7 separate regions of the Mus musculus genome follow, and all the other regions are linked to region 1. Evidence: chromatin contacts called from public Hi-C, HiChIP or PLAC-seq and promoter capture Hi-C data. All regions are on one chromosome and are shown on one strand. Each heading gives the region's core, a stretch centred on a gene start, on an enhancer-like site or on the middle of the called end of the contact. The rest is flanking DNA. Distances are from core to core; before and after follow the strand shown. Region 1 holds the start of Rps24 (ribosomal protein S24). Region 2 holds the start of Kat6b (K(lysine) acetyltransferase 6B). Region 3 holds the start of Tasor (transcription activation suppressor). Region 4 overlaps Arhgef3 (Rho guanine nucleotide exchange factor (GEF) 3). Region 5 holds the start of Samd8 (sterile alpha motif domain containing 8). Region 6 holds the start of Vdac2 (voltage-dependent anion channel 2). Region 7 holds the start of Pde12 (phosphodiesterase 12).

Region 1 (3,816 bases), core at 975-3,474:
CTAATCCCAGAGCTGGGAGACAGGCAGGATAATCCCTGTGATTTGAAGCCAGCTAGGGCAACACCCTATCTCAAAAAAAAAAAAAAAAAAACTTCAGGAAGTCCTCATGTCCAACTGTTATAGTAGAGAATTCATCATACCAAGGAGTAAATGGACTAAAGAACTCATGAAACTGGGTAAAGTAACTCCCAGTTTGTGGCTAGCCTGTGCTAAAGGCCATGCCTCAAATAAACAACCCAATGAAACAAACAAGAAAATAACTCAGGGTGGGCAACCCATGCCTGTAATCTCACCACGCTGGAGACAGAGGAGGTCAGCCTGGGCGACAGTGAGAAGTCACCTAAAAGAATGAAATAAGCCAGCCAGGTGCATCCTGACCATCAACCAAGCTTGTTACCCATTTTGGACTACATGAAGTTTGTACATTTTTAAAGGTACCATGTGTGCATTGTATATTGTATATGGTAACTTTCCCATTAAATGATACCAACTTTTCCTAGGCATGGACGGCAGCACGGCTCATACAAAACAGTGAGGTATGGCAGTGCACACCTGCAATTCCACTACTTAGAAATAGAAAGCCCAGTAAAGACTGCTAAGTTCCAGTTCAGAAGGCCAGAGAAACTGCATGGAGATGGGCTAGTGGGTAGGTAGAACACCACAAGTTTGGCCCAAACTGCTTATTGTATCCCAATATACACTGGAAAACAAAATCTAACTTGCCATCCTAACTCAGTCCAGGCTGGGATTACAGGCATGTATCCATTAAAGAATAAGATACCTACTCTTGCCAGTCTGTGTTTAGGCTCATTCTTCTTTGCATAATCTAAAGAATCATAGATCATGCCAAAGCCAGTGGTCTTGCCACCACCGAAGTGGGTTCTGAATCCAAATACAAAGATGACATCTGGTGTGGTTTTGTACATTTTGGCCAGCTTTTCCCGAATTTCTGTCTTTGGTACTGTTGCCTTCCCAGGATGAAGGACATCAATGACCTATAAAGAGGTGTAAGAGTCAGTACTCCTTACAAGTTAACTACATCTTCAAAAGCAGACACAAAGACCACATTTTGACTCTGATCCTTACCATCTGTTTCCTCTGAAGCAGACGGTTGGTCATGAACTTCCTGGTCCGGATGGTTACTGTGTCATTCTGCAGGTAACACACAAGTCAGTAAGATGTTAAAAATCTCGTCTTGCCTTTGCTCTGGCCTTTCAGCAATTACTAGCAATGCAGTCTAGAAAGAGGCAGGAATTGGGGACAAGCTATAAAGGAAAGAAAAGGCAAAAAAGCCCCAAAGCAGGCGACAGCGCCTCATAAACTACCATAAAACAACTCATTTTCTCTCACGTCATCCAAACTTCACTTTAGATTATGGCTATCATTTGAAGTACTACTGATTTTGTGATCTCACATATTGATTTGAGAATCCCTGATCACCTGACACTGGACACCACCAGGACTCTCTACATGCTGCAACCAATGCCTCTAGTGCTTGGAGAGAGAAGTCTCAGTGGTTCCCAGCATCTCTCAGTGGCTACCCAGACACAGGACTTCGCCAACTTCTTCCCTAATTAGAGTAAGTACCGCAGTAGCTGGCATTCAGCGAGCTTAAACAGACACGAAAATTAGCAGAGATCAACTCAAATCGGCAGCTTGCACATGGCTGCTTGCCTTCCGAGCTCGACTCGAGGAATCGGGATTAAGTCACCTCGATAGCACCATGCACGAGTCAAAGAACAGCCCGCGCGTGGCGGAAGGCTCAGTCCTCCGCCTCAGAGAAGTGGACAAGGCCACTTTTTGGCGGTCCCCGAGGCACCCAAGTTCTGCTCCACCGCTCAGTCCGCTGGCCCAAGAGCCGGAGGCGCCTTCGTCACCTTGGCCCGCCAGCGCCCGCCTCACTCGTGCCCCTGAAGCTCCACAGGGGTTTCCATAGCCGAGGCCCGGGAGCCCAAAGCCCGGCGTGTTCCGGACGGCGGTGCCGGACAGCCGCGACTCGGCGACCCCGGGCGACCGGCCTCCGTGAGGCAGGCCGGAGCAGAGTAAGTGGGCCCCGGATGGCTGCAGCTCTAGTGGGGTCCCCGAACAGGCAGGGATGGCGCGGATAAGCGACGGATAGTGCTGAGAGCCCGAGGAGACTCACCATGATGGCTACGGCGCCGGAGCTGGAGAGGAGGAAAAGAGGACCGCTCACTGCCGACCAATCATATCAACGCGCAAGGAAGGACCCCAGCGCGGGGGCGTGGCTAAGGCCTTGGGGTAGACTACAGCAATGCCTGACCGAAAGTACTTGAAGCCACGCCTCGCTAGCCCTTAGCCACGCCCCAGACCTGGGCTCTGGCTGGCCTGAATTGGATCCACTCAAATTGATGTATGGTTACACAATCGCGTGTATATTTCCCATTCCCTTCTTTTCCGTCCTGCATTTGTATTTTGTTGTTTTCTGAAACAGGAGTTCACTATATAGCCCTGGCTGCCCTGAAACTATCGCTGTAGATCACGCTGACCTCGAATTCAAGAGAACGGCCTGCTTCTGCCTCCCAGGCACGTTGGATTTGAGAAATGTGCGCTACTTCACCCAGTAAAGTTCGCTTTCAATGTCATTTGTTTAAATCGGCGGTTCTCAGCCAAAGGGTCACGACCCTTTTGCAAGGGTTGCCCAAAACCATCAGGAAACAGATATTTACATTACAAGTCAAAATCACAGCAAATTAATTACAATTAAGTAATTACAATTAAGTAGCAACGAGAATAATTTTATTTTTTAAGTATTTATTTATTTATTTTTGGGTTTTTTGAGACAGGGTTTCTCTGTGCTGTCCTGGAACTCACTCTGTAGACCAGGCTGGCCTTGAACTCAGAAATCCGCCTGCCTTTGCCTCCCAAGTGCTGGGATTAAAGGCGTGCGCCACCACTGCCCGGCAGGAATAATTTTATAGTCAAGAGTTAACACAATATGAGGAACTGTAGTAAGAGGCCGCAGCGTTAGCAAGGCTAAGAACCACTAGTTTAAATCTTAGAGGCAGGTAGTTGGTTTAAATTGTTTCCACTAAGCAGGGCCTAAGAGGTAGAGGAAGGCAGATCTCTGAGTTTGAGGCCTACAAAGAGTTTTGGGTCAATCAGGGTTGCACAGTGAGACGCTGACTCAAGAATAAAATAAAGTGCCGGGCGGGCGTGGTGGCACATGCCTTTAATCCCAGCACTCGGGAGGCAGAGGCAGGTGGATTTCTGAGTTTGAGGCCAGCCTGGCCTACAAAGTGAGTTCCAGGACAGCCAGGACTACACAGAGAAACCCTGTCTCGAGAAACCAAAAAAAAAAAAAGAATAAAATAAAGTAAAACTTGTCTCCAAAAAAGTTCATCTTGAAGGCATTTAAGAAAGCCATTGGGGTCGGGGTGGGGTGGGGGCTTTGATCAGGGCGTAAAGTAAATAAATTAATTAATGAGAAAAAAAAGGCCTTTCAGTCAGCATCCCTGCTTTACACCAGGGAAATAGCAGAAACCTTAACTACTCACCCCTATTGCATTGACGTGACACCACGAGTTGCTAGTGACTTTTTCATAAGGTTTTTCGTGTGTGAGGCTTTAGGTTCTTTAAAACCAGACCTTCGAAGCCCATGCAAGGTCTTGAAAAATCCATTGCATTGCCAAGAATGATCCTGAATTCCTGATCTTTCTGCCTTCACCTCCCAAGTGGGGCACCACACCTAGCAGTTTATTGGATTGGAAGGGAGGATTGTGGCTCTTTTGGCTTTGAGACTTTCTGAGAGTCTTTTAAAAACTTGTGAGTTTTTAAAAGACTGGTTTTTATCCAGCC
Region 2 (3,816 bases), core at 390-2,889, 3.0 Mb after region 1:
CGACCCCTCCATCCATCCTACCAGTTCACTCTTGCACAGAAATCCCCTCCCAGCCCAAGCCTTAGAATCCCTCTGCCCCGCCCCTCCCGACTTTGCCCCGCCCTTCCATTCCTGAGCCCCGCCCCTTGCCCCGTAGGCTCGGCCAGGGGCGGAGCTTATTCCTCCTCCCTCCTCTCCCCCGCCCCCTACCGTCACGCTCAGGGGCAGCCTGACCCCGAGCGGCCCCGCGGTGACCCTCGCGCAGGGGCCTGTGGGAGGGGCGTCGAGGGTCCCAGGCCACCCCCCCGTCGGTCCCCCGCCCGCCTAGTCTCCTCCCCCTGGGAACGCGCGGGGTGGGTGACAGACCTGGCCGCGCGCCACCACCACCGCGCCTGCCGGGGGCGCTGAATCTGCCTGAGAAAGAAGCTACGGCTGCCGCCTGGAGGAGGTGCCGTAGCGCCCGCCACCGCTGCCGCCGCCGCCAGGGGTAGGAGCTAAGCCGCCGCCATTTTGTGTCCCCCTGTTGTTGTCGTTGACATGAATCCGACATGACACTGATTACAGCCCAATGGAGTCTCATTAAACCCAAGACGCGGCCCCGCCCCGGCGCCGTTCCATTGGACGAGAGCACGAACACTTAGGGCCAACCGTTGGCCTACGGGTCTGTCCGTCACCCGCTCGCTAAACACTCTGCCCCCCATTGGGGCAAGTTCCTGCCGGTCATCTCGCCTCCACATAGACACACCTCTCGACCCATCATTTCCCCCCCCCCACCTCCGGCACCACCCCGAGGGAGGGTCGACTGCCAGTACCAATCAACAGACCGCGGGGCCCGCCTTTTCCGGGCACCTATTGGTCCAGCCCTTTTTCTCTCTCACAGACACCGCGCCACCTCTACTTCCACCTACCCGCCCCCTCTACCTCTAGAAATGGATTGGATCTAGGCGCAGGAGAGGCGCTTGGCCTTATTGGCTGTACACGACGCCAATCAGAAGCCTTTTTTCCTCTCCCCTCCCCCACTCAACCCCAAAGCCCCTAGCCCGCAGCTAAAGTTTGTGTGAGAGCTGATCGCTGGCGGCGGCCGCAGGATTTAGGGGTGGGCGCAGGCGGGCGCGCGCGGGCGGGCACGCGAAGTTAAAATTCGAGGTTCTCAGTCGCCTGCTCCCGCCGAGGAGCGCGCGGACGGGCGCGCCGCCCGGAGCGTTCCATCCAGCCCCCTCCTCCACCCTCTCTCCTGTCCTGTCCCGGGCGACTACTCGCCCGCCCCCTGGCTTGCACCCTACCCCCTTCACATACCCCCTACCCTGCCAGCCTCAGGCCGGGTGCAGGCGGAACGATCTCACTGCAGCCTCTTCGCCATCCCATACGGAGGGGGAGCAAGCCCCCTACCCACCGGGTGTGCACCCCCGGCTCCGCACTCGCCCGTGTCTGCAAGCACGTGCACTATTCGCCGCTGCCTCCGGCCACCCCGGTCCCCGGCTAACCTCGCCTCCAGCCCGGCCAATCGCTTGCTGCCCTTTGTTGCTGCAGACCGGGTCTCCCCGCTGCCTTCCTCAGCCTCCGCCTCGTCCTTTGCCAGCCGCCCGGGTCCGCAGCGCCGCGCTCCCCCCGCCCGGGACCCACCGCCGCCGCCTCCTTCTCCTCCTCCGCCTCCTCCTCCTCGGCTCCGGGCTGCAGCGCACAGAGCCCGAGGCAGCGCCGCCCAGCCCCGCTCCCCCCGCGCCGCCCGCTAGCCCGCCTGGCCCGGCCGGGGGCGCAGCCCGGACCCCGCCCGCCCCAGTCTCCGCCCCGGGGGTACCTGCCTCCGCCCCGGGGGGCTCCGCTCACCGCCCTCAGGGGAGGGCGGGGATGCCGGTGTCCGAAAGGATGGGGACGCCTGGGCTGTTTTGGGGTGGGGAGTGTGTCCGCCAGGTCTGGGACTGAGGTGCGGTCTTCTTAAACGCGCCCCCCCTCCCGCCGCCGTGGGCCCCAAACTTCGTCCTTCTCCCGGGTCTTGTACCCTCGGGCGACCGCGGCAGTTTTGGGGTGGGGGATGCCTCAGGAGCTGTCTCTACCCTGATCAGGAGGAAGAGGGAGCAGTGACATTCAGCGACTGCGGACAGGCATCCTCGGGTGGGAGTGGGGATGTCAGACGCAGGCTGGAGAGGGAAGCTGCCCCTCAGGATGCCCTCTCCCGGCCTGCGGGAGAGGCTGGCGAGCTCGGAGCTGCGTTCTGGGTGCTTCCTGGACTGTGCAGCTGGATAACATTGGGGTTGGGCGGGGGGCGACCGCTGGGGGGCCCTTCCCTCGTCTCCAACCAGCGCTGTAAGGAAAGCTGATGGCGAAGTTCGGTTTTCCAGGCTTCCCCTGGGCCCCCGGAGTTCCTGAGGCCCATACGAGGGAGGCTGGGGGATCCTCTGGCCGCCCAGGCAAGGCTACTCTAAAGGTGCCCACATGCCTTGCAGCGCCCTCCGGACTCTGGAGAAAACGTCCTGCTCTTCCCAGAGTTGGGTGGGATGCTGGTAAGAGATACTTGAGAGTATGAGAAAGGTAGACTTGAGAAAAGGCTCCTCCTAACAGAGTTTGAACAGTTTCTCTTCCCAGACCTTTGGGAAGAAGGGAAACAAACCTATGTCCCTGGGAAAGCCAAGTTTCCCCGTGTGGTGGCCGGGGTGAAAAACCACCTGTTGCCTGAAGTTCTGTCCTTGAATCAGGACGTTCTTGGGGCCCCTGATGAGGAGATGTAGGATGTCAAAGAGCAGGAATTTCAGTCTCCCTGCCCTGAATGACTCATTTTCATGCCACTGCCACTCCTGCAGCAGAGTTCAACTCCCCGTTAGAAACTACTGTTCAACTATGTAGGTACTTTGTTAGACCCAATAATCTCAGTTCTTATCTTAGCAGCAGCAGCAGCCCTGTCACATGCAGACAGAAATGCACAAAGGCTACTCTGGTGTGCGAGCTTCCTCTGCTTCTGAGCTTGGCAGCAAGGTGAGGAAGAAGCCAGGACAAAAGGCAGAGGTGAATGAAAGATTAAAAAAAAAAGAGGGGAGAGCAGATTAAAAAAAAAAAAAGAGGGGAGAGCAGAAGACTTGTAACACTACACTCAGAACTGTCACCAGTTCCATTATAAACCTCTTTTATAGGTGTTTTATTACTTGGTTGTTAGTTTTTAAAACACAAACCTCTTTAGGTTAAATCCGGACACTCTCAGACTCAGCCCAAGGAAACGAAACAAGGTAAACTCAGCCACTGATCGGCTTGGCAACTTTTGAATTACATTACTGATGAAGCAAATGCCGCCCCCAACCCCACCCTCGTTGGGTTTTCTAAGTCTCTTCCTGTCTGTTTCAGTTAGGATCTTCAATAACTTGCTCAAGGAGAGTTTTCACAAGCCATTAGTCCATAACTCAGTCCTGTTCATTTAGATTGTTTCCAAGAAGGGCATTTATAAGGTGTGCTTTTCCCCCCATAATACACATGCTAGGTAGGAATTTTCTCCAAGAAGTTACAAAGTAAATTTAAGGATACTGGCTGACTCATTAGCCCTTCTGTTTTGCTTTGTTGCATTTCTGATAGTCTGCCCAGATGCACTTTATTTTTTAAGTTACATTTTGGTCCCTTGGGGTGACATTTATTTTCTTGAGACAAGGTCTTGCTCTGTAGACCATTTGGCCTCAAACTCACAGCAGTCCTCCTACCCAGTCTCCCAATTGATAGAATTTCAGATAGTAAACCACCACGCCCAACCCTCAGACTGCATTTTATCTGGAGCAATAAAATAAACCATGTCTTAAAAACAAGGTTTAAAACTCTAGATCTCTATATTCGAACCAAGTATGTTAAAGATGCAACTAA
Region 3 (3,816 bases), core at 841-3,340, 2.9 Mb before region 1:
AAAATGGAAACTATCTCATTTCCCCCAAGGAATACATCAGACTCCACGGAAAAAGCAGCTAAGGTTTATACTCCCTAATTCCCTGTGCCACTTTTAGTATGTTCAAGGGCAGTCATTTTAGAGCAACTTCTGGATTTGGCTTATGAAATTTAAGAAGTACATACTACCTTACTAAATTTTCAAACAGAATCCTAAAGGACTCTAAGCCAGTTTTCTGGTCCCTTTTTAAAGTCTTGTTTTAATGATTTGTTCAAAGCCTTAGTCATTTAAAATCCAAAATAGGATGTCAAAAAGGTTTGATACAGCTTGAAACTGTTAAGCCCTTACTACATTATGAGGCCCTACTTAAAAGTACTTCTCACCTTTTCTACCAACTGGCGGTTGGGGATGAGTATCTAACTTTTCTTGTATCAGCACAGCCATACACACCTTAACGACATCAAGTGAATTCACTGTCTTGCCCTACACCCTAAAGTATTACATCATTTAAAGAGTATTTCTAGAAACATTCACTTCAGCCGGCAAAGATCAACTTCATCCTTCTCTGCATGGTTTCTCATGCTATTTCCTTCGCTTTGTCATCCATTTAGAAAGGAACTTTCTTTATACTTTCATAATCTCAGTTGTGCAGAGAGTTGGTTACCCAGATGCACGGTTCCAATCAAGATTCTAAATCTTCAGATATTCAAATGACAAAAAAAAAAGATTTGGGAAATAAACAATTAAAAAAAAAAACACGCAGTAAGAAGGTAAGTGTTTAAGTCAAATCCAGAAAATTCCAAATTATCGGACAGTCAAAACCTACTCTAAGAAAAAAAAAAGTGTACGTTTTACAATATGGCACTAAGATCTCAAAAAGTAAGCAACCCAACTGTTCCTATAATCGTTTAAGAAAAGTCATTCTAGGCTTGGAAGTTATACAGAAGAACCTACGTAAGCTAATGCTTTTCCAAAAAAAAAAAAAAAAAAACTACATGGAAATGAAGTGTGATGGAAAACTGCATGGAGCGCATATACTAATGGAGAGTTTTCTAAATAGAAGACGCTGACATCGAGCACATTTCAAGTAGACACACAGAGCTGAAGAATTTCCACAGTGAGAAACACTTGTCCTTAGAACGCAGTGGCCTTGGAGAAAGCCTCAGAATCCATGGCCACAGGCTACTTCCACAAGCAGACTTCTCAGAAGCATCTTTAGGAGGCCACCATCAGCTTCTCTGCCTTCGGGGCTTGGGGGAAAAGAGGGGCACCGAGCACCATCTTTCCGCTCGGGGAGCCGCAGCCTTATGGAAACGCTTCAAACCTGAGCTACTTCCAACTTCCACGGGGAGAGGGGGAGCGGCGGAGCGTGGTTCCACCCTATCCTCTCGCACCAAGGGCGGCTGGGCGGCCGTGGCCGTGAGCGGAGAGGCTGCTGGCGCTTGCGTGCGTGTTTACGTGTCTCGGATGGGTGTGGGGAGAGGAGACAGAGAGGTCTTAATGAAAAAGATGGAGGGGGAGGGAAGCGAGAGAGGGGGTGGGAGGAAGGGGAGGCACCACCTTTCTTTTCTCTGCTCTTCCTGGGGATCTGAAAACTCCGCCTAAAAGGCCTTTCCGGCTCTTCGGCGCCTTTGGGCAGAGCGGCCGCGGCCGCTTCGGAGGTTTGCTGAGGCTGCTCGTGGCCGTAGCTCCGGGCGGCTTCAGCTGCCGCGGTCTCCTCAGGCCCCGCGCCGCCGCCGCCGTCGCCGCCGCCATTTTGTAGGGAGGACTCAAGCTCCGGAAGCGCTGGCTTCATCCCGTCGTCTCCGCCGCCGCCGCCGCGGCTTTTCCAGCTCGCGTCCGTCGAAGGGGCCTCCGTCTCCGCGGCAGTCGCCATCGCGCGGGCGTGAGGCGCTCCAGGGAGCTTCCGCCCACAAGGTCGACGGGCGTAGGGGAGGAAGGGCGGCGGGCCAGGCCGCCGAGGTCTCGGCCCACCCGGCCCCTCCGCCCCCGGGGACCGCACTCCAGCCACAGAGACGCCTCTTAACCGCCACCGCGGCCCTAAGCGTGCCTCTCGCCCCGGGAGCTGCTCCGGATTCGGGCGGCTTTTCAACCGGCCCTGGCTACCCAACGTGCTCGCGTCGGGCCCGGGAGGGGGCGGGGCCTCGGCGGACCCGCTCTACCAATAGAAATGCAGAGCCCGCCTCCGCGACTGCAGAGAGACCGTTCCAGGAGGGCGGAGCCTCGCGATGCCGAGCCCGCCAAAAGAGGAGAGTGCCACGCCCGGGGAAAGCGTCGACGCCATCGCTTCAGAGTGAGGGCTTGGGCTTGGCAGCATTCTGCGGATTCCTGGGCCCTGCCCTCTCCGCACTGCGTTTGACGGAGGCAAGCCCAGAGGACGTCTTTCGGACAGTACTCTTGCAAGTAAGCACCTTCTTTCCTCCGGAGGTCTGTGGACCAAACCCGGCACATAATTGGCTGATCCTGGTCGTGTGATCGGTCTGCTCTGAGCTGATCTTCCAAAGGACCAGAATTCGAGCTCCAGCCGACATAGGACAACTCAACCAGCAGTTAGTCACTTCAAAGAATCCAAGTCCTTTTCTGGCCTCGGAGGGCACTAGGTATACGTGTGGTGCTCTATCATAAATGCAGGCAAGCCACCTATATGCATAAAGACTATAAACAAACAATAAGAAAGGCAGTGAAGAGAGATAAGAAAATGGCCTCCAGTGATAAGCAGGGTGATAACATCCTATTCCATCCAGACTTTCTGCTTTCCCAGTAGATCACGAGCACTGGTCGTACTCCAGACCAAAGCACTACATAAGCAAACATTCAATATTTGGGATTCTTCCGCACAATTTACAACCTAATGATGGGAGGCACGAATGCTCGCACACCTAGAAGAATGTTCGACCACCTAGAAGAAAACAATTTGATAGTGAAATGAAGGGAGGGCCTTTCAATAGTTTCTTTCTAGGTAAGGGGTTCTGAGTTACCATCTGTATAGACACATTCTCACAACAGATACCAAGTAGATGCTTTTGCACAATTTAAATGTTGAAATTTAGGCAAATTGAGATGACAAAAGCCAGGTCTAATTTCATCCAAAGTATTTATACAGCCTAAGGCCTAGTTTTCAAGCAGCTCCGGCCCAATAATGCATTTGATGAAGAAACACGGGATACTTTTTACTCAAGATCTCTAAGCAACAGCAGCAGGACGCCCAGGTCTTTGTCCCCCAACACCTCAATATTACTGAAGGAATTGTTAGGCCAAGATAATAAACTGCAAAAGAGCCACAGCCTCTGTCAAGTGATTGGTACTTGAAGAGCTCTCCAAGAGCAGCAGAGGATCTGGGATAAGCATCCATTGTTTGGCATCGTGTGTAGTGTAAAACCTGCACCTCTGTGAACCAAATCAAGGAAAAGTGTATGTAAATCAGTTATTAGTAAACAGGGTAGGTGCTTGGGATTTAGCTGAGTTCACGGAGATTGCCTAACATATACAAAGTCCAGGTTTTAATCTACCAGCACCAAATGAACTGAGCATGGTGGCACACCCCTGGGAAGGTAGAAGCAAGAGAGAAATTCAAGGTCATCCTGGGCTACCTGGGGATTAGAGGCTAAGGTAAAAAGTACATTTTAAAACTTTCCTTTTTTGAATGGTGAAAGAAAAGGGAAGGTTTAGAAAAACTCCTACACTATTTTAGTCACTTTTTCATACTGGGGAGGATGAGCTTGATGGCACATACCTATTCCCAGCCCTCAGGGGGAAGAGGTAAGAGGAGTTATACATGTCCAAGGTCAGCCTGGACTACACAGTAAGACCCCTGTATCAAATAAAATAAAACAGGAG
Region 4 (3,816 bases), core at 737-3,236, 2.9 Mb before region 1:
CTTCAGAAGAGCAGTCGGCGCTCTTAACCACTGAGCCATCTCGCCAGCCCCGCCAATGTAGTTATTTTTAAAGATTCATTTTATATTTATTGTACTTGATGGGAGCATGAAAGAGACACCCTTTATCAGTAGAAAAAGTTCTGCTTATATCAAATTTGATGCAAATTTCTATCATGAATTAGTTTTGACTTTTACAATTTTTTTTTTCCTATTCAGAGGAAAGGAAAGGGGAAAAAAAAGAAGTAAAAGAAGGGGGACGGGAGGGGAGGGGAGGAAAGATAATGAAGATGGCCACAGAGGTCATATTTTTCCATAAAGGAATTTATTCAACAGTTTAAAGAATCTCACAAGCTAACTGCAAACCAAACAGAACAAAAAACTCGGTGTGATTGTATTTTGTTTGTTTGTTTTTTCGAGACAGGGTTTCTCTGTGTAGCCCTGGCTGTCCTGGAACTCACTTTGTAGACCAGGTTGGCCTTGAACTCAGAAATCCGCCTGCCTCTGCCTCCCAAGTTCTGGAATTAAAGGCGTGCGCCACCATGCCCGGCATGATTGTATTTTTAACACAAGGTTTTCTTTTCTTTTTTTTTTTTTTTCCATTTTTTATTAGGTATTTAGCTCATTTACATTTCCAATGCTATACCAAAAGTCAACACGAGGTTTTCTTAACGTGTTTTTTATATCTCCCTTCTAGGGAGGCACAGTGACTTTCCTGGCTCCTGATTACTCCTCCCCTGAGGTAAAAAGCAAAGCAGACTGTATTGTGTACAAAGCTGCCTACGACATCAACACAACGTAGCACAGTTTCTCTTTTTTCTTTCTTCAAATCAATTTCACCAAAATAGACCTGCAGGGAACCCTTCATTGTCTCTGCATTTCATGTTTCAGACGGAGTGGGGCTGGGTGCAAAAGGAGGAGTGTGCACCGTGTCTGCAGCTGCCTTGAGATTGAACCTTTACTGAGCCCCCACCACTCTGCAGGAGTGGCTGAGAATGCAGCCGTCAGCATAGTGTCTGAGACCATATGTATCACTGCAGGGCAAGGCAAGACAGAGGTGTAAACTGTGCACGCCAGGGGATGCCTTTGCCCATGAGCTGATAGGGCACATACACAAACAAACAAACCAATAACAACTTTCAAACATTTGGATGTTTGAATGGGGAGCCTTTGCAGTCACCTCTAGTCCACCCTCTAACACTTGAAAGTGGCTTTCACCATCCTCCTGTTAAACACTAACTTATAACTCATGGTAACTGATTTGCATAAATAAATGATAACATGTTAATACTGGTTACAGGTTCTTGTTTTGTGAGGGTCTTATTAATGTAGCTCTTGGTGACCTGGAACTCACAATGCAGACCAGTTTGGCCTTGAACTCACAAAGACCGGCCCGACTATATCTGCCTCCCAAACACTGGGATTAAAGATGTGTGCCATTATATCCAGCTTGGCTACAGGTTCTTATTTCAGAGGTCAACACATAAAATCCACTAGTTTATTTATCTCAATATGTTTTTAAGTTAACCCCTATTATGCCCATCTGATAGATGAAGAAACTGAGGTCTCAACTGATTGACTTGCTTAAAATGATTCAGCTGGATAGGAAAAAAAATGGAGGAAGGCACTATAATTTGAAGCAGGGTGACCTCCGAGCCATGTCCTGCCTGGTGGCTGGCTAACTTTTTCTGTAAAAGAGCAGAAAGTAAGGAGCTTAGACTCTCTAGAGCACCCAGCCTCTAACACACTCATCCTCTCATCTTCAGACATAAATAATACATAAGTTAACCAATGTGAGCATGGACCACTAAACCTTTCATCGATGAACACATAAATTCAAACGTCATACAATTTCATGTCAAAAAAATATTATTTCTCAACTATTAAAAACACATTCTTTTTAATGTGAGCCTCACAGGAAGTGTGCCAGAGCTGACTGCTGGCTGCTGTCTAGTCACATGGTTCTCAGTGGTCCTCAACCTCAGCTCAGCTTCTGTAAGTGACAAACCTTAAGATGGCACCCTTAGGCATGGTACCTCCCCCGGGGGCTCCTGGCATGACACGAGCTTGGTTGCATTTCCTCCCTGGAGCTGGGGTCGTAGGGTCCTCCCCTGACGAGCAGGAGGCATAGTTAGTTTCCTTTCTGTAGGACTGATCCCTGTTTCCCTACATTTTACTTCCTAAATAAATCCATCTAAACTAATACCAGCTTCCTCTGATGTACGAATAAAGACCCTTTTAACTGACACAATTGCTGAGATCCACATCACAATAAAAGGAGGTAGAGGGAAGAGAGATGAAGAAAACAGAAGGTACCACTGGTCGACAACTGTCCAAAGAACAGACTTGGCTGCAATCTTACAGGTGGCACAGAGCAAAATTATCTTTTAAAAATATTTTTTTTATAATGGACAGAAAATCATTCTGAAAAATGTATCATCAGATGCAGAAGGGGAGAGAGAGGAGACCCTGAGTTTGTTAGTAGAACCCTGTGATAGAGGGGGACCAGAAGCAGCCATCATCAGAACAAAAGAAATAGGGCAGAAAGATCCTCCGCCGAGCATCAGAACTCTCAACTAAGATGTGGACTACTGGAAAAATGGAAGCTGGGAGAGCCATGTCATGACATTGAGTCAAGGCTGGGGAGGCACCCAGACGCCAGGATCCCCAAACACTTTTATATTACTAGACTTCTGTTGTTTTTTGTTGTTGTTGCTTCGGCTTTTATTAATGCTTTCACACACAAGCTCCGAACCACTAAACTTCATAAAATGATCCAGTGGAGGCCAACTGATTTACTATAGAAGCTTACAGAAAAAGGATGCCTTGAGGATCAGACTGTCCTGGACGGACAGGAGTCCTCAGACCCTGCCCTATTTATCTTGATTTGAAAGCATGCTTTGCTTTCCCCATGGCTCCCTCCCAACTCAAGCTTCTCTTTTCATTTCCACTCTTCTAGGAAGGAGGAAGCTAAGGCCTCCTAGTTCCCCACTCTAAAGTGCTTCTGCCAATCAAATCAATGTAAAGTCCATTACTCTGCAATAGCCCTCTACCACCCTCTTCTTAGAGCCCCAAAGTGTTCGCTGGGATTTACAGTTGACATTCAAGACTCTCACTCTTCAAGAACTCTAGGCCACACCTGCTGTTGCCAACACCTTTCCTGCCCATCAGTTGTTTTCATTCTAGGCCACACCTGCTGTTGCCAACACCTTTCCTGCCCATCAGTTGTTTTCAATCAGCCCTGACCAACACTTGCACCGCCTCTGCCCCCTGCAAAACCCTAAGCTGTAATTCAAACAGCCCCTTGGCGGACAGGGACAATCTGCTGCGTAGCTTGTCCTTCCAAGAACTACTAATAGTCTTCCCTCTTGGGTTAATGCTTTTTTGGACAAAGTGCTTGCGAAGGAGCTGCATTTTACAGATCAAGCTGTCATTTCTCTTGGTCTGGTCCTCCTACTTCCTGTGTCGTGCTATGCATGTTATCCACAATTTCTTCAAGGGGAAAATTGGGAAAGAACCTCACAACGACTCTGGCGAATTCTGGGGAGACCAGCTGTCTTTTATTAGGACCTTGGAATCTTGTGGCTGGCACTGGCCTCAGATCTTTACATGATATGCTCATGGCATCTTCAGAACAGAGCTCACATCATATCCTCACCTTGCAGATGAGTGCACAGAGGCCTAAGGATCACAGACACCCAGTTGAGGTCGCATACCTCTGACAGCAGAGGAAATATGGACCATACACCGGGTAACGCACCTCTGCTCTGCCACTCTACCACACAGATAATGATGGCACACAGGGCACAGGCTCCGTGA
Region 5 (3,816 bases), core at 580-3,079, 2.7 Mb after region 1:
CTTTTGCCAGTCTGATATTAAGGTCCCATTCACAGAAAGCAATTTAAAAGCTTGTTGCAGCCACAGTAGATGGTCATCTTGTGAGGATGGAGCAGTAGAGGCTTGTTGAAAGTAGAAAATAATTAAAAGTTGGTTTTGAAATGCCCAACAACATAGCCAAACCTATCTGATAAGCTGCAAGGAGCCTTAATGAGCCTCAGTTAGAAGTCAAAGGAGTCACGATACCATTTCTTATTTATATGAACTCAAAAAGTTTTGGGATCAATATTTTTCTGGCAGAGTTACAGCTTTGGTACTACATCTTCCAGAAAAAGCACCTGTGTGCTTACACATTTCTTTTGTCAGCTGCCAACTATAACCTCCCTTTGCTACCTTTAGGTTTCTTGATCACGATAGAAAAAAAATTCCATTCATGTGGAAAAAATCTGCTAAATAGCAAGAGAATACTGATCCTGAAAAAGCTGTTAAAATCACCTTTCAAATTTTGTACGAGGTAACTCCAATCCTCGAGTTACCAATGGGGACGATCTTGTAGGATTCTGGACTATGGGTGGCTTCACTTCTTGTCGTAAATGACCTCTTAAACCCAAGAATTTCCACGGACCATATTTCCACCCTGTGGCCAATATGCGGGCCAACTCAAGCTGTATTCAAGTGTTAACAATTCGCACTGAATTATCTGTAAAATCCAAACGTCCAAATTCCCCTTGCAGATTTAATTTTTTTAATTTAAAGGTAATGTACTAAAGACTTACACTTGCCTGACATCTGAACCTTCTTAAAAACGAAGCACAGAGGAGAAGAAACCACTCGCGTCAGAAGAAATCTGAGTGACATCTTTATTTTCACAAATCACTACCCTCTACGAACATCACTTCCTCTCTCCGATCGCCTCCCCCAGTCCCTGTACGAGAATCAGCGATGCATACCCGCCCCTCGCAATCTAGCTTCTTAAAGGGATCACAAACAGGCAAGCCCCAAAGCCGTCATCCACTACCCAGAGATTTTTGACACCTTGAAAGACACTTACCTGTAAAAAAGCCAAGGCCCTAAATTAGATCCCCAAGGGCTCCTTTTTTTCCCCTGGACTTTTCCTCTCTAACCTTTAGGCCAAGCTCCTTCCCACCCGACAGCACCTCCCTCTTTCCAGGCAACCCTAACTCCCGCCCTGCGAAACCAGCCACCATTCCCACCGAGTCAGGTGGCTGTCAGTCCCCACCCGGCTGCCTCGCCCTCATGCGGGTTACGGGTTACAGGAGGCCCGGGGCCAGCTCTCCCTATCCCTCATCTCTATGGCTACAACCCAGGGCACCTCCTCCTCCAGGTCTGGATTCCGGGGACCCCTCTTGCACGTTCCTTCTCCCCTAGCCGGGTAGCAAGGACCCAGCCCCTGCGCCTCGTCCCTTGTTGCCCGCGGGTCAGCTCAACCCCCTGATTTTCTCCGGATTCCATTCCAGAGCGGCCTCCCCTGGCTTCCCCAACCGTCTCCCCGCGGCCCTTGGCGCCCCCGACTCTCCACTCACCCTTGGTTGCAGGCGCCCCCCAATCTCCCCTCTCATCAGCCTCGGCGCCCGCTCACCTCCGCGGTGGGAGCCGGGCTGCCGGGACCCAGCTCGGAGCCGGTGTCTAAGTCGCCGTTGGAGTCGGGGGTCCTCGGCGCGTAGGCGGGGCGCAGCGCCTTGAGAGTCAGACGCGAAGGCCGGGGGAGGGAGCCGGAGCGCAGGCGGGAGCCGGCTCGGCTACCAGCGGGCATCGCTCCGGCCCCTTTGGAGCCGTGCCGCCAGCAGCGGCCAGCCGAACCGGAACTGCTTCGGGAGGCGGGGCGCTACGGGGAGGGGGCGGGTCCAAAACCGGAAGAGGAGGGGAAACCCAAGGGGGAGGGGGAGAGCGCTTGCGTCATGCCCAAGCATAATTCATCAAAGGGTTTTAATGAAGATAGGAGAAGGCTTGTGGGTTGTTGACTGGGGTTGGAGCCTAGGAAGAGGCTATTATCCTGAGCCCTTTGAAGGGGCAAACCCCTTCTCAGTCAGTCCTCAAGTTGCATCATTTATTTGTTTTTCCACCTTTGGTGTTTTCGAGACAAGGTTCCTCTGTGTGTAGCTTCAGCTGTCCTGGACATCACTCTGTAGACCAGGCTGGCCTCAAACTCACAGAGATCCACCTGCCTCTTCCTCCCAAGTGCTGAGATTAAAGGCGAGTGCCACCACTGCCCAGCCCCGTTTATTGCCCCTTGATTTTGTACTGTGCTAGAGACTATACTTCAAATCATTGTTTCAACTCTGTAGATCTCATAGAAAGGTCAAGAAACATTGTAGCCTGACGTAGCACAGTTAATCCAAGCTGGTACCCAAGCCCAAGCTAACCTCAGACAGAACCTGGGTTCTTTCCTGCTACTACCATACCCCACCTTAACGGAATATCCCCTTCTAAAGCAAGCCTAACATTGGCAGAATCCACGTCTGAAGCCATCTGCAGCTTGAAATCTCAGCCCTCTTTGACTCTACTTTCTTGAACAATGCAGGACCGGCTTTGGTAGTTCTGAGGGAGAAGGGGGCAGATTCTAAGATGGACAGGAGGAGAACAGGGGCAGCCAGGAATCTGCCTAGTATGCTCAGAACCTTCAAGGGCTCCATGACACTGCAAAACATCTCATCTCCTGCAGCCCTTGTAGGCAGAGAACTCTCTTGTCCCCGTGCTTCTATAGGGGTAGAGGTGTTGCTCAGTGGTTAGAGCACTTGCTGCTCTTGCTGGAGACTCAGGTTTAATACCCTTTCACCTCAATGCCTCAAGTTCAATGCCACATGCCACCTCACAACCATCTAGAACTCTAATTCCAGGAGACCCACCCCCCACCCCCACTTTCTGGATACAGCAGGCATGGGATGCATGTGGCCCACATACATATTTGTAGGCACTCAAACATAATTTTAAAACTTATTTTATATGTATAAATGTTTGCCTGCATGTATTATCTGTGTTCTTAACCACTGAGCCATCTCTCCAGTACCAATAAAATATTTTTAATTATAAAAATAATGTTTAAAAAGTGGTTCTAGTGTCCAAAGATTCTCAGAGCCTTATTCTCAGAGCCTTGGGCAATGATCACCTCTCTGACATAAAAGGATCCATCAGCTTTCTCTTAAAAAAAAAAAAAATCTGCTATCTTCATTATAGAACCACCGTTCTGTGTGAACCCTACAGCACACGTCAGATGCTTTCCTCCCTGTGTGCCTAAGTTTCTGTGACTCCACAACTCTGACAAGGTCCCCTGTGTTCCACAATCCAAAGGCTCCAATGCAGCCGATATCGGTGTCCCCCCCTGTTTGTGGCCCACTTAGACCTGCAAGAGTCTTTTCTGACATTCAAGCCTCAGTGCTTTTCTCTGCTTTAACTCTTGTCATTGGAACCCGTCTATGCAGGCTCTAAACCTACGAATGAACCTATTTCAAAGCACTTGCCCTATGTTAGACGCAGTGAACCTTTAGTTTAACCCTTGCAACAACTCCCCAGGACAGGCAAACCCTTAACTTTACAGAAGGAACTGACAGAGGTGGAGAGAGATCGTGACTTGTAGGAGTCCAACTCCATGTTCTCGGAGACTTTAGGGATGGGAGTCAGCTCAAGGGAAATAGGTCTTGCAGCGTTCAGAGGCCCTTGGGACTTGCTGAGTCACTTTGTCCCACCTGTCAATGCCAATCTCTGGCAAGGAGAAATAGCACAGGAGAGCAGACCTGACCGCAGGCAGAGGGGTAGGCAGGCTGGCCCATGGCTGATGCCTCCATCCCAAAACCTGGGGAAGAAAAAGAAGCCACACCT
Region 6 (3,816 bases), core at 415-2,914, 2.7 Mb after region 1:
CCAGCCTGGTCTACAGAGTGAGTTCCAGGACAGCCAGGACTACAGAGAGAAAGCCTGTCTTGAAACAAAACCAAAAAACAACAACAAAATAAAAAGAACAAGCTTTTCAATTGTGACCGAAGAAAGGCTAAGAAAGTGGGGTACACATGCAGCTGGCAGAGGCATGAGTGCAGCAGGGTATTCAGTCTAGAAAAGCAAAGCAATTAACTTTTTTCAAGAGGTCCAAGCATATATTTTTCTCTTTTATGTTTAAAAGGGAAAAAAGTCCTTACCAAATCCTTTGTTGAAAATGTCTCTGGCAGCTTTGCCGAGGTCAGCATAGGGTGGAGGGATACACATCGCTAGTCAAAAGAAACATTCTACAGTTAATGTGAGCTACTACTAGGACCTACTGCTAACATTTACATTCAAGCAGTTCAACCGGAGTGGGTTTTGATGCCACTAGAACTTCAATAAATGTTATTCTAAAGTAGCCACCCATAACAAAAACTTATTTCTAAATAGCTATGTGGTAATACAAACCTGGGACATTTCTACCAAGTTTTAAGAATGGGGGAAGCCTTTCTAATTCCTAAACATAAGTGTCTACTGCCTACACAGTTGCCAAAACTCAAGGTGACTGATTTAACGGAGATAAAAACCAAAATTTAAGCTTAGGCGTTCTCCCCTAACAAACCTTTGGGAAGGACTTCCAAAATCAAAACCAACACTCTGGGAACTGGCACAATTGAGACACGGGCAAAAAATACAACCATCTATGTCTACAGCAACTAAATATCAAATGGCACTTTAAACACATTACTACGGTCCCCCAAGTCCTCCGACAACGTGAGGCTTAAGGGCAAGGAATCCGAGCTCCAGGAGCAGCTCATTCATTCTCCAGTGCACATCCACGCCCTTAGGAACACGTGTAATGACCTTGTAGTGCACTCGACCTGTGCAGGCAGACAGCGAACTACTTCCTCTTGCAAAGTGACTGCTCTAACTCTCCGCCCCCCCCCCCCGAACCCCAAGATGGAATTCAACAACTAAGTGTTTTGCTTTCGGATTTGTAAGTAACATATCCAAAAGCCAAGGGTGGGTGCGGCCAAGGACCAACGCCCCAGGCGCGAGCCCCCCTATCTGCAACCCAACAGCCCAGCACCACGTCCGTCAACAGAGTGGCAGTGTAAGACTTAGGGGGCGCGCAAAGAAGCAAACTTTCCAAGTCTTTGCAGGCATCATGTGGGCCACGGCGGAACAAGGTATGGTTCTCTAAAGAGGAACAGCACAGCCCCCATGGCCCCATCGCGCAAACACCTCTTGTGCTACTTACGCCGTGGGCATACCGGTACACAGCACTCAGCCATGGCGAAGTCGCGGGGAAAAGGTGATCTGTGAAAGGGACAAGAAGTGCGGTCAGGGGACAGTCAAAGGGTCCCCTGGGGAGCTCGGACATTAGAGAAAGGGGCCGGGGCCGCTGCGGCCATCTTAGGGGACCAGGGCCGCCCTGAGTTCACTCAGGCTGCCGGCCCGCCCTAAGGCCCCAGAGTCGGCAAGAGGCGGGCACCATAGTACCTGCGGGTGTCCTGAGGGGCGCTGCCGCCACCGCTCGGCTCGCAGCTGAGGCCACTCCGCTATCTGAAAGTTGCGCTGCAGCCACCGCGGCTGGAGGGCGAAGTGAAGGAGACACCGTTGCGCCCCGCCGCAAGCCTGGCCTCCCCCAGCCAGGTCCCCGCCGCGGCCGCCCGGGCTGTCTACCGCGCCTGTCCTTGCCGCTCCGCCCGCTGCCCACTCCCACCTGCTCCGGAGTGACCACGTGGGTCGAGAGCACGGCGGTCTCCTTGGGTGAGCGGTCTCGGACCGTCCGGCGGGGACGGGGCGAGCAGGAGCTGCGGGGCCTCGGGTTAGGCAATGTCCAGGACAGCCCCAGAGGCGAGGACCTGGGAACGGCGGAGGCGGCGCAACGGCACCCGCGCGGTCAGGATGGGAGTGGCCACGCGAGTCGCGACGGGGCGGGGCGATGTGCCCCGCAGGGTCACGTGCACCCTCTCAGCCTCCTCCCTGAGTCCCAGCCTGGAGGTCTGAACTTAAGGTCCGGGTTGAGGGGGATGAAACACTCTCCCCAAGTGCAGCCTCCATGCTCTTCCCATCTCGGTTCACCGCCCACCGCCATGTCCTCCCCTGCTGGGACTAGGCTGGGCTCCAAAGGAACAAACTTGAGCCAGTCTCTGGGCATTTCTCTCGGAGCCTCAGGGTTGCGCTCCTGCAGCCTCCGTCTCACCCATATATGGTATGGGTTCACACACGCGCAGAAGCACATCCTGCTCTAGGAAGAGAAGCTTCCCCTGGTTGAGAGGCCTGGAGAGACAAGGGAATAACTGTAGGATTCATGCTGACCAGTCATTAGAATGCTGCTCTCAAGTTCTTTAGATATGCCAGAAGAGGGAGGGAGCAGCCAGTCCTGATGCCTATACCTGTAGTCCCAGATCTGGGCGGCAGAGAAATTACACCAGATTGAGGCTAAACTACAGAGTGAGGCAAAAGGTTAATAAAGATAAGAGACCGCTGGATAGTGGTGGTGCACACCTTTAATCCCAGCACTTGGGAGGCAGAGGCAGGTGGATTTCTGAATTCGAGGCCAGCCTGGTCTACAGAGAGAGTTCCAGGACAGCAAGGGCAATACAGAAAAACCCTGTCTTGAAATAATAATAATAGAGACCAGTTTGAGGCTAAACTACAGGGTGAGGCAAACAGGATAATAAAGATAGAATCGGAGGCTCAGTGAGTAAGAACCCTTATCTTGCTGTGCATGCAAGGGGACCTGAGCTCGGATCCCCAGCACCCAACACCCACATTAAAAGCCAGTAGTAGTTCCAGAAATAGAAACAAGAGGGTCACGGGGGCTCTGTCAACCTGGCCTGCAAACCGTGTTCTCTAAATTCTGTAAAAGGTGAAGAGCAGTAGACACTGTTCAAAACACACACACACACACACGTCAGCCATACAGAAGATTTAAAATGGAGACAACTGACACTTCAGCTCAATAAACTCAAATAATTTAGCCTGTGGACCTCAATTCCCTCATCTCTAAGATGCTGTTTAATAATCTTCAATAGACATACAGTTGGACTGAGAGCAAAGACACCCACACATATGCACTCATGACTCAATCGTCTCTGAACTCTTCCTCTACTCAAGTACTGTTAAGTCATCACTCTCCTCCTAAGCCGGAGGAAAGATGGCTAGGTGGGCTCCCCCCAATCCAACACCCAAGTTTAAAGTTACACTCTGGTATGTTTCTCTCCCAGGAGCAAGGCTAGCCAGCAACCTCACCTGCTCACAGCTGGAATTGTGTTGTAAAAAGTGAAATGGGAAGAGTCTTTGTGTGTATGAGATCGGGCTCCAGCACCTGACTCATCCCTTCATCCAAGCTCAGGCAGGTTGGTCTGCCATGGACCTGGCCCACGGGAGACAGTCTGCCCCAGCTGTGTGATGCTTGTGGTAGAGTTTGGCCTCCTCAGCACTGCCTTCCAGAAAAACTCAGCCTGCTAAATTAGTTACCTCAATTGCCTATAGCAGGGCTTATTCCTATTCTGTATTACCTGTCACAAGTTTTGATCTCCAGAGACATCATTTTCTGACACAAAAGTCGGAAGCTTTACTCTGTAAAGTATGTGGGTGGTGCTTAATGGCCACTGGGGACAAACTCCAGCCTAAGCAAAGAATTACAGGGGTGGGAAAGATGGTGACTCCTTCCCATCATAAAGACACAGCTGACACTCCTATGTAAAAGGCAGGTTAGCAAGAGAAATGTATAATTCATTTATTTGATCA
Region 7 (3,816 bases), core at 780-3,279, 2.2 Mb before region 1:
GGCCAGGCTGGCCTTGAACTCATAAATTCGCCTGCCTCTGCCTCCCGAGTGCTGGGATTCAAGGTGTGCGCCACTACGCCCGGCTTGGTAGACATGATTCTTATAGGTATGTTTCTTTCGTATTGATTGGAGGTAGCACTACATAGTCCAGGCTGGTCTAGAACACATGTGCCACCACGCCTAGCTTAGTTTTGTAGTTTTCCTTTTAATTTGAAACTTAAAAGAAAATCATGTGTCTATATTGACACATGTGTTGTGTGTTTTGGGGAGTTGAACATGCACACATATGCTCATGTGTAAAGGTGAGATGTCAATTTCCAGTGTCTTTACTTAGGAAAAACCACCCTGGTTTTTTGAGACAGGTTCTCTCATTGACTTGGAGCTTGTATTTAGGCTAGGTTGTCTGGCCCAGAACCCCAAGGCTCCACCTGTAATCGCAGAGCTGGGAATAGAAGCACATACCATTCTGCCTAGCATTTTCATCTGGGTTCTAAGGATCAAACTTAAATCCTCATTCTTGCATGGCAAACACTATACCAACTATGCTATTTGCAGACTTTCTTTCTCTAAGGCCTTCTTAAATCCTCACAATTGCTAGCCAAGTACTCTTATCACTGAACTGTACCCTTAGTTTGTGTTTCTTCTTCTTTTTTAAAAAATTTTATTTTATCTGTATGAGTACACTGTTGCTGACTTCAGATATACCAAAAGAGGGCATCAGAACTCACTACAAATGGTTGTGAGCCACCCTGTGGTTGCTGAGAATTGAACTCAGGAGAGCAGTCAAGTGCTTTTAATCACTGAGCCATCTCTCCAGCCAGTTTGTGTTTCTTGATATTAAAAATAAAAGTGTTCCTAGTCCTTTCCCTCCAATATGTATTATCAAAATCATACTATTGCTTAATCTCTCAAGTTTCAATTATATAATTACAAATGGGGCTATAAGTCAATTTAATAAAAGTATAGCTTCAGTAGTGGCATTTACAGCTGGGCATGGTGGTGTATGCCTTTAATCCCAGCACTCAGGAGGCAGAGACAGGCAGATCTCAGGAATACACAAAGTAAATCCTGCTTCGAAAACCAAAAACAACAAAAAGGCATTTGCTTATTACTTTCAAGCTTGTGGATTAAAAACAAGCTTTCCACGAGATTTGACATTGTCAGAATACTTCTTGAAAAATAAAAGACCGTGCAAACAAAAGGTCTGGGCTGGCGAAATGGCTCAATGGGTAAAGTTGCTGCCAGGCCTGACAATCTGAGTTCAGTAGAGTTGAAGGGTCTTTCTTACAGACTAGTACTCCCGGGGCTCCCTGTTCCAGTCAGATAGGACTTCGTTTTGGTCTACAAATAAACCAAGATCATTCGTATTAAGAAATAAAACTCTCGGCGAAATTTAATCTTCAAATTAAGTAAAATGGGGAGGGGTTTAGCGTCTTCGTTTAAAGAGTTCTTAAAGTTTTACCTGAGTCCTATAATTTTATTTGCTAAACCTTTCAACCCTACAAAGACAAGGTCTTCCAAGCTCTTTACTACTTAAACCACTAACAGCTTTCGAAAACATGTCTGTACTTTTTCTATCATTTACTATGCTGTGTAGCTTTGACTCAGTCTTCCTGGGTTCCAAGGCGGATAGGAAACCTACCTCAAAACCTAACAACAACAAAAGCGCGAGGCTCAAGTACATTATGCATCTTGTGTTTTGTATCCTCAGAGCTCACAAGCTGGTGGAAGAAGCCGGCGGGCGGCTCGGAGCTCCTTAGCTACCACAAGCTCCACACTTGTCGTGCTTAGCTTCACTCGACCCGCCACACCTCGAAAGACCAGGGAACAGGTCCGCCAACTGTGCAGAGCGGACGTTGCAATCCTGGGGAGGAGGCCGGCGCCTACACACAGCCATAACCGGAGCAACTGGAAATGACAGAAAGCCTAGTGTTTCCCGGAGGCACCGCCCAGTCACTTCCGGTTCCGTAAGCCTATTGTTCCCGCCCTCAGCCTACACTTTCAACAAAACTTCGGGTTCTGGTAGCTCCCTCGGGCACTCTTATATTTCCTTCACTCTTCGCCTTTTACCCATGTTGAATAAAAACACCAAGGCGCTCGAAACTCGAGACCGGCGGTCAAGACAAGAAGGAGCTGGCAAGTGGCCTTGGCGAAAGTGCGAGTCGGGAACACCGCGCGCTTGATGCTCACACCCCGGCTTCTGCTTGCCGCCGACCGGAAGTCCACGGTCTGAATGGGTCTTGTACCCGGCCACGGCCGCTCCTCCCGGTGGACTTGACAGCGGGCGACTCTGGATCTCTGATCTCGTCGGCTGCCAGGTTCATGTGGAGGCTCCCGGGCCGCAGCGCGCTTCGTGGGGTCCGGTCGGTGGTGGAGCGGCGCAGCCGGGCCGAGGCAGGGACTCACGAGGCGGTGCGCGCCATGGAGCGCGCGGTGGTGCGCTGTGTGCCCTCGGAGCCCAAGCTCAGCCTGTCTTTCGCGTTGGCCGACGGCAGCCACAAAAACATGCAGAGGGACCAGAGCGAGCCTCTGGGCCGGGCCCTCAGCCGGATCGCTACCAACGCCCTCAAGGGACACGCAAAGGTAGCGGCCGCCAAGAAGAGCAGGAAGAACCGAGCCCACTCGAGCGGTGGCGCGGCCTGTGAGGCTACAGGGCCTGAGCCGGTTGCGACCTGCGAGCCGGTGGTGAAGCTGTACTACCGGGAGGAGGCGGTGGCCGAGGATGTGCTCAATGTGGACGCCTGGCAGGACGGAGCGGTGCTGCAGATCGGCGACGTCAAGTACAAGGTGGAGCGCAACCCGCCCACCTTCACGGAGCTGCAGTTGCCGCGCTACATCATGGCTGGCTTCCCTGTGTGCCCCAAACTCGGCGTGGAATTTGGGGATCCCGCCAGCTCCGTGTTCCGCTGGTACAAGGAAGTCAAACCCGGGGCGGCAGAACCTGGGGACAGCGGCCCCGCGTCCTCGTCTCACTCTTCGCAGCCTTCAGCTTGGATCGAGACCGGTGTGGACGAGCGCGTCTACACCCCGTGCAATGCAGACATCGGGCTCCGGCTCCGGCTTCACTGTACACCGGGCAATGGGCAGCGCTTCGGGCCAAGCCGGGAGCTAGAAAGCCTGTGCCCGGTGGAGGCCGGGCCTGGCACCTGCACTTTTGACCATCGACATCTGTACACCAAGAAGGTGACGGAGGACTCTTTCATCCGCACTGTCTCCTACAACATCCTGGCAGACACGTACGCCCAGACTGAGTTCTCTCGGACGGTCTTGTACCCGTACTGTGCCCCCTACGCCCTGGAGCTTGACTACCGCCAGAATCTCATACAGAAGGAGCTCACAGGCTACAACGCAGACCTCATCTGTTTGCAGGAGGTGGACCGCGCGGTGTTCTCCGACAGCTTGGTACCGGCCCTGGAGGCCTTCGGGCTGGAGGGCGTGTTCCGAATCAAGCAGCACGAAGGCCTGGCCACTTTCTACCGGAAGTCCAAGTTCAGGCTCCTTAGTCAACATGACATCTCTTTTCAAGAAGCCCTCAAGTCGGACCCACTGCACAAAGAATTACTAGAGAAGCTGGCTTTGAACCCATTAGCACAGGAGAAGGTCCTCCAGAGGTCATCTGTCCTTCAGGTCAAGTAGCTCTGCTTGTTTTCTTCATACTCGCCCAGGATTAGGGGTTGCCGGAGTATAGGGGGTTGGGTATTAGTACTCGTCATTGGAAATACGCATTTCTTTAAAGTGTTTTTGCTCCAGCATCTTGAAAGTGTAGCCTGTTCCTTAATTCAGCACATTTTAACCTCTCCTAGTGTGCCTATCCTG

The links. A called contact is a pair of places that touch in the nucleus more often than the background predicts. HiChIP or PLAC-seq counts read pairs in DNA pulled down with a chosen protein or histone mark. Capture Hi-C pulls out chosen DNA fragments and counts their contacts.
Region 2: a Hi-C map of CD8 T cells shows a contact between it and region 1, with 5 times the contacts expected there. The contact joins the promoter of Kat6b here to the promoter of Rps24 in region 1. A contact is called at or near these places in 1 of 484 Hi-C or Micro-C datasets (CD8 T cells) and 1 of 115 datasets of contacts at active chromatin or transcription factors (embryonic stem cells).
Region 3: a promoter capture Hi-C map of liver shows a contact between it and region 1, with 5 times the contacts expected there. The contact joins the promoter of Tasor here to the promoter of Rps24 in region 1. A contact is called at or near these places in 1 of 39 promoter capture datasets (liver), 1 of 115 datasets of contacts at active chromatin or transcription factors (astrocytes) and 1 of 9 other capture datasets (liver).
Region 4: a Hi-C map of B cells shows a contact between it and region 1, with 6 read pairs. The contact joins the enhancer-like site here to the promoter of Rps24 in region 1. A contact is called at or near these places in 2 of 39 promoter capture datasets (liver and pre-B cells), 1 of 484 Hi-C or Micro-C datasets (B cells) and 1 of 115 datasets of contacts at active chromatin or transcription factors (large pre-B cells).
Region 5: a Hi-C map of CD8 T cells shows a contact between it and region 1, with 4 times the contacts expected there. The contact joins the promoter of Samd8 here to the promoter of Rps24 in region 1. A contact is called at or near these places in 1 of 39 promoter capture datasets (liver), 1 of 484 Hi-C or Micro-C datasets (CD8 T cells) and 1 of 9 other capture datasets (adipose tissue).
Region 6: an H3K4me3 HiChIP or PLAC-seq map of embryonic stem cells shows a contact between it and region 1, with 6 read pairs. The contact joins the promoter of Vdac2 here to the promoter of Rps24 in region 1. A contact is called at or near these places in 6 of 39 promoter capture datasets (the C10 cell line, embryonic stem cells, liver and 2 more), 4 of 484 Hi-C or Micro-C datasets (CD4 T cells and embryonic stem cells), 4 of 115 datasets of contacts at active chromatin or transcription factors (embryonic stem cells, extraembryonic endoderm stem cells and large pre-B cells) and 2 of 9 other capture datasets (embryonic stem cells and liver).
Region 7: an H3K27ac HiChIP or PLAC-seq map of thymic regulatory T cells shows a contact between it and region 1, with 10 times the contacts expected there. The contact joins the promoter of Pde12 here to the promoter of Rps24 in region 1. A contact is called at or near these places in 1 of 39 promoter capture datasets (pre-B cells), 1 of 484 Hi-C or Micro-C datasets (CD4 T cells), 2 of 115 datasets of contacts at active chromatin or transcription factors (large pre-B cells and thymic regulatory T cells) and 1 of 9 other capture datasets (liver).

What each region holds. Positions count from the first base shown.
Region 1 is chr14:24,489,086-24,492,901 of GRCm38.p6, reverse strand. It overlaps Rps24 (ribosomal protein S24), which reads right to left and starts at 2,224. Exons shown (of 6, transcript NM_011297.3): 1 at 2,144-2,224; 2 at 1,087-1,152; 3 at 786-995. The coding sequence starts at 2,146.
Region 2 is chr14:21,497,608-21,501,423 of GRCm38.p6, reverse strand. It overlaps Kat6b (K(lysine) acetyltransferase 6B), which reads right to left and starts at 1,639. Exons shown (of 17, transcript NM_017479.3): 1 at 1,464-1,639.
Region 3 is chr14:27,427,108-27,430,923 of GRCm38.p6, reverse strand. It overlaps Tasor (transcription activation suppressor), which reads right to left and starts at 2,090. Exons shown (of 24, transcript NM_001114879.2): 1 at 1,540-2,090. The coding sequence starts at 1,855. Gm52095 (a long non-coding RNA gene) reads left to right here and starts at 2,297. Exons shown (of 4, transcript XR_003951011.1): 1 at 2,297-2,382.
Region 4 is chr14:27,355,506-27,359,321 of GRCm38.p6, reverse strand. All of the region lies in intron 1 of Arhgef3 (Rho guanine nucleotide exchange factor (GEF) 3), which reads right to left. Among named protein-coding and RNA genes, the nearest start is that of Arhgef3, 21 kb to the right of the region's middle. Within about 2 kb of position 1,986, at least 29 of the 459 cell types and tissues checked have an H3K27ac peak or open chromatin away from gene starts, as enhancers often do. A contact at or near this core is called in B cells, where this site is marked.
Region 5 is chr14:21,748,544-21,752,359 of GRCm38.p6, reverse strand. Samd8 (sterile alpha motif domain containing 8) reads right to left here and starts at 1,829. Exons shown (of 6, transcript NM_026283.3): 1 at 1,580-1,829. The coding sequence starts at 1,753. It also overlaps a transcript of Dusp13 not described here.
Region 6 is chr14:21,829,409-21,833,224 of GRCm38.p6, reverse strand. Vdac2 (voltage-dependent anion channel 2) reads right to left here and starts at 1,664. Exons shown (of 10, transcript NM_011695.2): 1 at 1,558-1,664; 2 at 1,316-1,374; 3 at 273-341. The coding sequence starts at 1,349.
Region 7 is chr14:26,668,059-26,671,874 of GRCm38.p6, reverse strand. It overlaps Pde12 (phosphodiesterase 12), which reads left to right and starts at 2,029. Exons shown (of 3, transcript NM_178668.3): 1 at 2,029-3,627. The coding sequence starts at 2,323. Mir7672 (microRNA 7672) reads left to right here and starts at 2,267; the gene lies at 2,267-2,328.